Regions from separate parts of the Zea mays genome. Here region 2 is linked to region 1. Evidence: chromatin contacts called from public Hi-C data. All regions are on one chromosome and are shown on one strand. Each heading gives the region's core, a stretch centred on a gene start, on an enhancer-like site or on the middle of the called end of the contact. The rest is flanking DNA. Distances are from core to core; before and after follow the strand shown.

Evidence for each region. Hi-C and Micro-C count contacts between places; a contact is called where the count stands out from the background.
Region 2: a Hi-C map of tassel shows a contact between it and region 1, with 4 times the contacts expected there. The contact joins the promoter of LOC103634857 here to the promoter of LOC103634848 in region 1. A contact is called at or near these places in 3 of 25 Hi-C or Micro-C datasets (ear, endosperm and tassel).

Annotation. Positions count from the first base shown.
Region 1 is chr8:16,977,563-16,981,010 of Zm-B73-REFERENCE-NAM-5.0, forward strand. LOC103634848 reads left to right here and starts at 1,688. Exons shown (of 2, transcript XM_008657442.4): 1 at 1,688-2,285; 2 at 2,389-2,802. The coding sequence starts at 1,743. The coding sequence ends at 2,550.
Region 2 is chr8:17,288,349-17,291,796 of Zm-B73-REFERENCE-NAM-5.0, forward strand. LOC103634857 (rhamnogalacturonan I rhamnosyltransferase 1) reads left to right here and starts at 1,649. Exons shown (of 7, transcript XM_020542522.1): 1 at 1,649-2,620; 2 at 3,231-3,298; 3 at 3,409-3,448. The coding sequence starts at 2,380. LOC100501577 (Autophagy-related protein 18c) reads left to right here. Exons shown (of 5, transcript NM_001196268.1): 5 at 522-987. The coding sequence ends at 630.

The DNA of each region.
Region 1 (3,448 bases), core at 438-2,937:
ATGCAACATTTAAACCACCCTATAAAATTAGGTCACAAAACTTTTCACAGAGAGCATATTTCATTCTTCTTATTTTTGTTGACGTGACAACAATTGGAAATGGTAAGAATAAGATCATCTCCAACAACGTCTCAAATCAGTGTCCTATTTTGAAACATAGGGGGCCGAACTCATAAAAACAGCTCCAACAATTCCTTATTTTATATTTTTTATAAAAAATATAGGGCACATTATGAAGTGATCCAAATATCTATAAGTCTACTACCCTTATTTTCTAGCTCATCCTCAACATTTTATTTCCTAAAAAATATAATTTATTTATTAAAATACACTATTTAGGATTTAATTGTTAAAGCTTAATTTATCTTAAATGCACTAAACATTTTAACTAATAATATAATATTTTAAATTTTAGGGGACTATTTTAAGACACCCTGTTGAAAATGCTCTAATAAAACAACGACTTGCTTAATGAAAACGAGGCAGTGCCGGCAAGAGACCATATTGTCCAAATATTTTACTGTGCGTTACTGTGAAGAGTGGACATAATTAGCTCTAAAATGATTTAAAATTTGTTATTTAAAGTGATTTTTATGAATTACTTCGCCAGCATATTCCATACATATAGATAAACTATAGTTAGATCAAAGACAAAACGAAAGGACCTGAAGTATAATCTGCTTGTTAAGTTACCTCGGCAACCGGTCTTGTCACTGAGGAGTTATTTGTGATTATGATCATCTCGTCGCGCGGCTTCACCTCTTTGGTATCTCGCACCTCGTCATCGCCAGATTGGTATTGCTGTTGTGCACCACTCGCGGGATTGGGTTCGTTTTCATATGCCTGACTAATTTGCCCTTCTCTTTTGCCCAGTCTCGTCGCAATGACGATGAGCCTCATCGATCTCTGGCCATGGATGAAGACGTCGCGGTAGCGCCTGAGCGCGCGCCCGGACCTCCAGCGCCGCCTTGACCCACGGCGACATCTCCAGGGCGGCCGTGACCAGGCCGAGCGCCGCCGCCGCGTCGTCGGTGTCCTGCGCGACCGCAGCGAGAGCCGCCCGTGCCTCGCCGAGGTACGTGCGAAACCGTACAAGGAGGAAAAGGACAACGAAATAAATCAAGCCACGTCCTCAAACAACGCATCACACGGAACGGAAGAGCCATCTGGAGACAAAAGGTGAGAGCGCCTGGTGAATGGAAACAACAAGAGTGGCACCTCAGGCTCTCCTCTCGGGATTGCAAAGAGTTTCTTGGCCGGAGCGGAGGAAGGGGACGGTGGCGCCATTGCGTCCCGCTAGGCATCAAGTCCATGTGCAACAGGTGTTCAACACGTACCTCGGCGAGGCGCGGGCGGCTCTCGCTGCGGCCGCGCAGGACACCGACGACGTCGACGCGGCGGCGGCGACGCTCGGCCTGGTCACGGCCGCCCTGGAGATGTCGCCGCGGGCCGAGGCGGCGCTGGAGCTCCGGGCGCGCGCTCCTCACGCTCAGACGCTACCGCGACGTCTTCATTCATGGCTGGAGATCGATGAGGTTCGATGACCGGACTGGGCGAAAAGGAAAGGGTAAATTAGCCATTCGTATGAAAATGAACCCAACCGGACGAGTGGTGCACGACAGCAATACCAATCTGACGATGACGAGCTGCGGGATACCAAAGAGGCGAAGCCGCGGGACAGATGATCATAATCATAAATAACTCGTCACTGAGCGGCGACCGAACCGCCGCCTCCTCCCCTCATGGCGTCGTCGCCGCCGCCTGGACCTCCGTCGTGGTCGGTGACACTGAGCCTGAAGCACCGCGGGGGGCTAGAAATCCGCGCCGCCGCGGAGAACGTGCTCCCGGGGTGGGGCCGCGGCGGGGAGCGCTTGTCCCTACTGCTCCGGCTCCGCCGCCGCCTCCTCCTCTCCGTCACGTCCCAATGTGGCGGCCGTCGAGCGGCGTCCACAGAGCCGGGGACGCCGCCGCGCGGGAGCAGGGTCGTCCGCCTCCTGCGCAGCGCGTGGGCACGGCTGCCGCGGGCCACCTCCATCTGGAGGCGCAAGAAGCAGGCCCCGGCGCGCGTTGTGCCGCGGGACCGCCGGGGCCAGGTAATCCGGTCTCCCCTGTTCTTCTTGAAACAATCGCGTCATCCGCAGAGTCCAACACCGGCGCGGCCTGGCTTCTGGGCAGTGGCATGGACGCCGACGTCGGCGGCGACGCTGCGGTTCGTAGCCGTTGTCGTCGCCATCGCTGCCGTCCTCGCCGTGGCGTTGGCTATCGACGCGGCGTTCCGCGTCACGGTAAGCCACCTATCCCGGTTCCAGCGTCTTGGATTCGCCAGTTCGAGCATGGAATAGCTCTGAATTTGAACTCGGGTGGGCGTGCACCGGCTGTTTCTTGCAGGACGACCTCGGTAACCGCAGAGGAGGCTGGGACAGCAAACCAATCGCGCGCTGGGCCACGTTCTTGGAGTTGATGGAGCATCCTCCTCTCCCCTGGAACTACAACTACAAGTGGCTGCCGGGTGCGCCGAAACGAGGGCTGGAGTGGATCTTCAGCAAGTAGATATTCCGTCAGATGAAAGACACCTGTGTATGAGCTACGAACGTGTATCTCAGGTTAATTTAGAGTTTGTGTTATAGATGATGGCTGGGATCTATATCTGCATGACATGAGCATGGCAAGCATTCAAGTTAACAAGTTGGTTTTAGCCAATTCAGTTTGATCTGGTTTTGTCGTTTTGTGTGCGTTTGCAATACTGATTCAGTCGGTTTCAACATGGTTATGTGTTTATATAAAATAAATTGGTCTTGAACATTTCTTTTTTTTAAAAAAAGGGTTGACACAGCAGGGGTCTGTCAATGTGAGAGTTGAAGTTCAGAGCAGACAGGGTCCGGCTGCGTTCTGTAGCTTTTTGACGAACTTTACTCACAATAGTCAGGAGTCAAATGGATTAGCATCATATTTGTATTAACATTTCATGACCCTCCTAGAATCGCTAACAACCAACAACTCACAAATCCAGATTCCCACAGCTATACAGTGAGGCGAGATTATGACGAAAACCAACACTAAAGAAACTAATAGGTGAAGGAAACATGAATAAATAAAAACTAACAGGTGAAGGAGACATTAATATTTTGAAACAGACGCTATATGAGAGCTTGTTCTGCTGAAACCTATTAACAGTCTGAGCTTGGACTGCTTAAACCTGGAAATTCGCCGTCTTGCTTCTTGCCCACCTTCTGTCGAAAGAAAATGCTCGTACCAATAACAGTCTGAGCTTGAACCGGCTAATGCATGTGAACTTCATTTTCAAGAACAGGGTTCTCAGGTTTCTTTCAGTTTTAGCAAACTTTTCCGGGTTCCTTTCAATAAAAAAAAACTTTCTGGGTTGTTAAATAGTGCCGTCCCGTTGAGATGTGCCTCCATGTTTGGAGTATATCCAGCTTGTTCGATCTTA
Region 2 (3,448 bases), core at 399-2,898, 310 kb after region 1:
TGGAATATGTAGACTTCAGTGCTGGTTTGAGCAAATCTTTTTCCCACCTTCTCTGTTTTGTGGTACCTTGCAAGATGAACCATGAATGGAATATAAATTGTGGTACCTTCTCTGTTTTGGATCAAGACATTATTGGCCTTGTCATCCTCATTATCATGTCCTGTTTGAGCCACTGGAGTCATACTGGAGCCCTTGCTATTCATCTATCCTTTGGACCACCGATGTGGCGATGTCCATTGACCAGGTGTCCTTATTGAGTCATGTGGTAGTTTCATTTCAGAACGCCACATCAGTAGCCTGTTATTTATAGGTATGAAAAATACATCAGCCAGTGGAAACAACAACAGTTTGTGTCATGCCTAGAAGTGTAGAACAGTTTGATTTTGAAGATTTATTTTTGGAATAGTTTCTATTCAGTTATTTGTAGGGTTGATTTAGACGATTCTGTTCCTATCTAGCGATTGCCCCACCAACTTCCAAGCATGGCTTGTTTCAATATATAACCACGTTCCCCTCTCCAGCTTCTACAGGTGCAGCTTTGACCAAGCGAATGGAGGGCAGATGTTGCAGAGGGAACATTTCCGGTTTCTCAAGTCCGACAGCCCACCTTTCAGGACTGCAGCCGCTTGACCTGCAGCACAAGGATCATCCATCCCACCATGTAAATGTCGAAGGTCCACTGTACATATCGCCTTCTCGCCGGCGAAGTTATAGGCAGCCGGAATAAGGAGAGCTGGCTGTTGGATCGAAGCCTACAGGATTCCAACGTTCGGATCGGCGCCCCGTCCAAATTGCAGGCATTTCTTTGCCGTTCCCTCTTCTATCTTCAAACGAGAACACACACCCATTGCTGGTACAGAACATGACATAAAAGATTCAGTAACGTGATATTTGACCGTGTGGCTTTGTGGTGCCTGCAAGGCCGTGTAGCGAATCTCAGACCTGTTCTTGCCGGTGGCTTGTTGATGCTGATGACTGTTACGCACTACCTCAATGTTCTTTCTGCATGTTGTGCGATTGCGTTGCTGATTGCATGAAGGGCCTTCTTATATGCTTACTCTTTTTTTTTGTTCCTGTTAGCAATAATGATCCTTTAAGATTGTCTTCGCGGGCTTTCTTATTTACTTATTTTTCAACGAGATTTGGGAAAGGGTGGGAAAAGCACTTCGTCCACCTCCAGCGGTTGCGTCCACGGACGCCCGAGCTCGCCGGCACGCACGGTCCACGGGCAAACGTTTTGTCATAGTTTTCAGGATAGCAGAGCAAGTACCATAAGCTACGGTTAAGGGTGCGATTGGTCCTGGATTGGTCCTGGATAGATACGACAGTGACGTCCCTCTAATTTTGAGAGATAATTGGAAAACACTGAGATAGTTCTATTCTAACTTTCTGACTCTAAACCAAACAATTTTATTTGAGTGATTGTCCCACTCTGTCCTGTTCTATCATTGCAACTAAACGTATCTGAAGGAACTGACTGGGACAGTGACTTGCAAATGTAACCTCGCATCACATCCTAGAAGATCGACGGGAGGATTACGGGACAAGCTATGTACTGTAAGACCACCAATTTGGGGGTGAGTTGGGCACCGCTCCCGGCACCCGTCGCCTCTCTCGAAGCCCTCAGTATTGTAGGTAGCTATGAGTTCTTTACACGACGGCGCACAGCCAGTCTCCGGACGCAGCCGGTTTCAGAGTTCGTCTATAGTCTGCCCTCCTCACCGCACAATCGCCAGGGTTATTTATAGGTTGCCTTTCTCACTGCCCCATGGGCCCTCTCTCATATACATCATTCATCACCTGTGAAACGTTTGTTGGGCCGCGGTACTCGATGACTTCTCCTGGGTTGTTCTCTGCTCGGCCCAGACGTGTGGTCTTCCTGATGCACCTCTTGGCCCACGTCTCCGGCGCCTTTGTCTTGCTTCTCTTCTTCAGTACAGTCGTTGACATGTACTGCTGTATAATTCGACATGTGCAGAGTTTCCGAAGCTTCTGAGGGCGTGTTTGAGGGCGTTTCTGATAAATTTAGCTGATTATTAATCGCCGTGTGTTGAGGGCGTTGTTTACGACTTTCGACTTACCACCCAGGCACCCACCATGTCCATGAGGCGGAGTGCATGAGCCAAATGCCCAGCGCCGTGCCCGTGCGTGCCGACGCACGCAGCCACCTCCGGCCTCCCTTCGCATAAACACCCCTCCCCCGACCGACCCTTCCCACTGTCTCTGCTCGGCCGCTCTCCCTCCCCTTTCCATCGTCTCCCCCTCCCACTCGTCGTGTTCCTCATCCTCCTGCTGGTAGGTAGCAGCAGCGGCAGCAGTAGCAGCCAGGGAGGCGGTACTGATTGGGTGGTAGGTAGGTGGAGGCCGCGGCCGCCAGGGATGGTGGCCGTCGGCGGTGTGCGGCGGAAGCGGGCGTGGCGGTGGGCCATGCGGGCGGTGGCCAGCGCCGTCGTGTGGACCGCGGTCGTGCAGGTCGCCTCCATCGCCGGGCTGTTCCGCCCGCGGGTCGTCGCCGACTGCGGCGGGAAAGGCGGCGGCGGCGCCGCGGCCGGGCTCGCCGCTCTCGCCGGCGAGGACAGCGCCGCCGCGAGGCTGTCGCCGCCGGCGCTCGTGCCCAAGAGTGAGTGGCCTCGCCTTCCTTCGTAGCGGCGATCTAGGGGGGAAGCTCGCCCCCCTCCCCGATTTGGCAAGTGATATACATAGTAGGTCAAAAAGGGGACGTTGTTGTGAGCTTGGCAAAAAAAATGTGGCTTCAGGCCTTCATCCCTATCTTCCATACGCTACATTTAGGTAGCGTTTGGTTCGGTGTCAACGAGGGATGGGACGGGATCAAGTCTGGGCTGACCCGTCCCTTATTTTTTGAGGGATGACCTCATCCACCATTTTTGAACAATATTCCTTGATCCTGAGTCTGGATCTCTAAACCAAACGCGGGTCAAGTTAAAATGATTCCATCTCATCCCTCTTCGTCCTTCCTCGTCCTTCCATCCAAACACATCTAGAGCTCATTCCGATGCTTAGTAGAACCACTGTTGTTCATAGCATTTAGTACTAGTGATCAGGGGGGACTCCTTCGTTCTGTATGCTGAAGGCCGAGCGTTGTTCAGTTCCTTCAGACACGTGGTGATCAGGATCGATGCCAGTTAGCGTATCTTGTTGTCTCAGCCGTCCTTGTTCCTGTTCCTGTCGGCGCTAGAGCTGATTGGGTTTCCCTGATACCCCCCCTACAGGAATTTACAAGAGCAACGGCTATCTACGAGTGACTTGCAATGGTGGCCTCAACCAAATGCGAGCCGGGGTTCGTACCTCAGCTTCTTGCTGGTTTGTCACCTGGTTTCATTTCTGCTAACCAGTGCCGCTGTTCCTTCCTCATTCTGTCTCAAGTTTGTAAGAAATGGTGTGCTGCAGATATGCGATATGGTTACTATAGCACGCCATCTAAATCTAA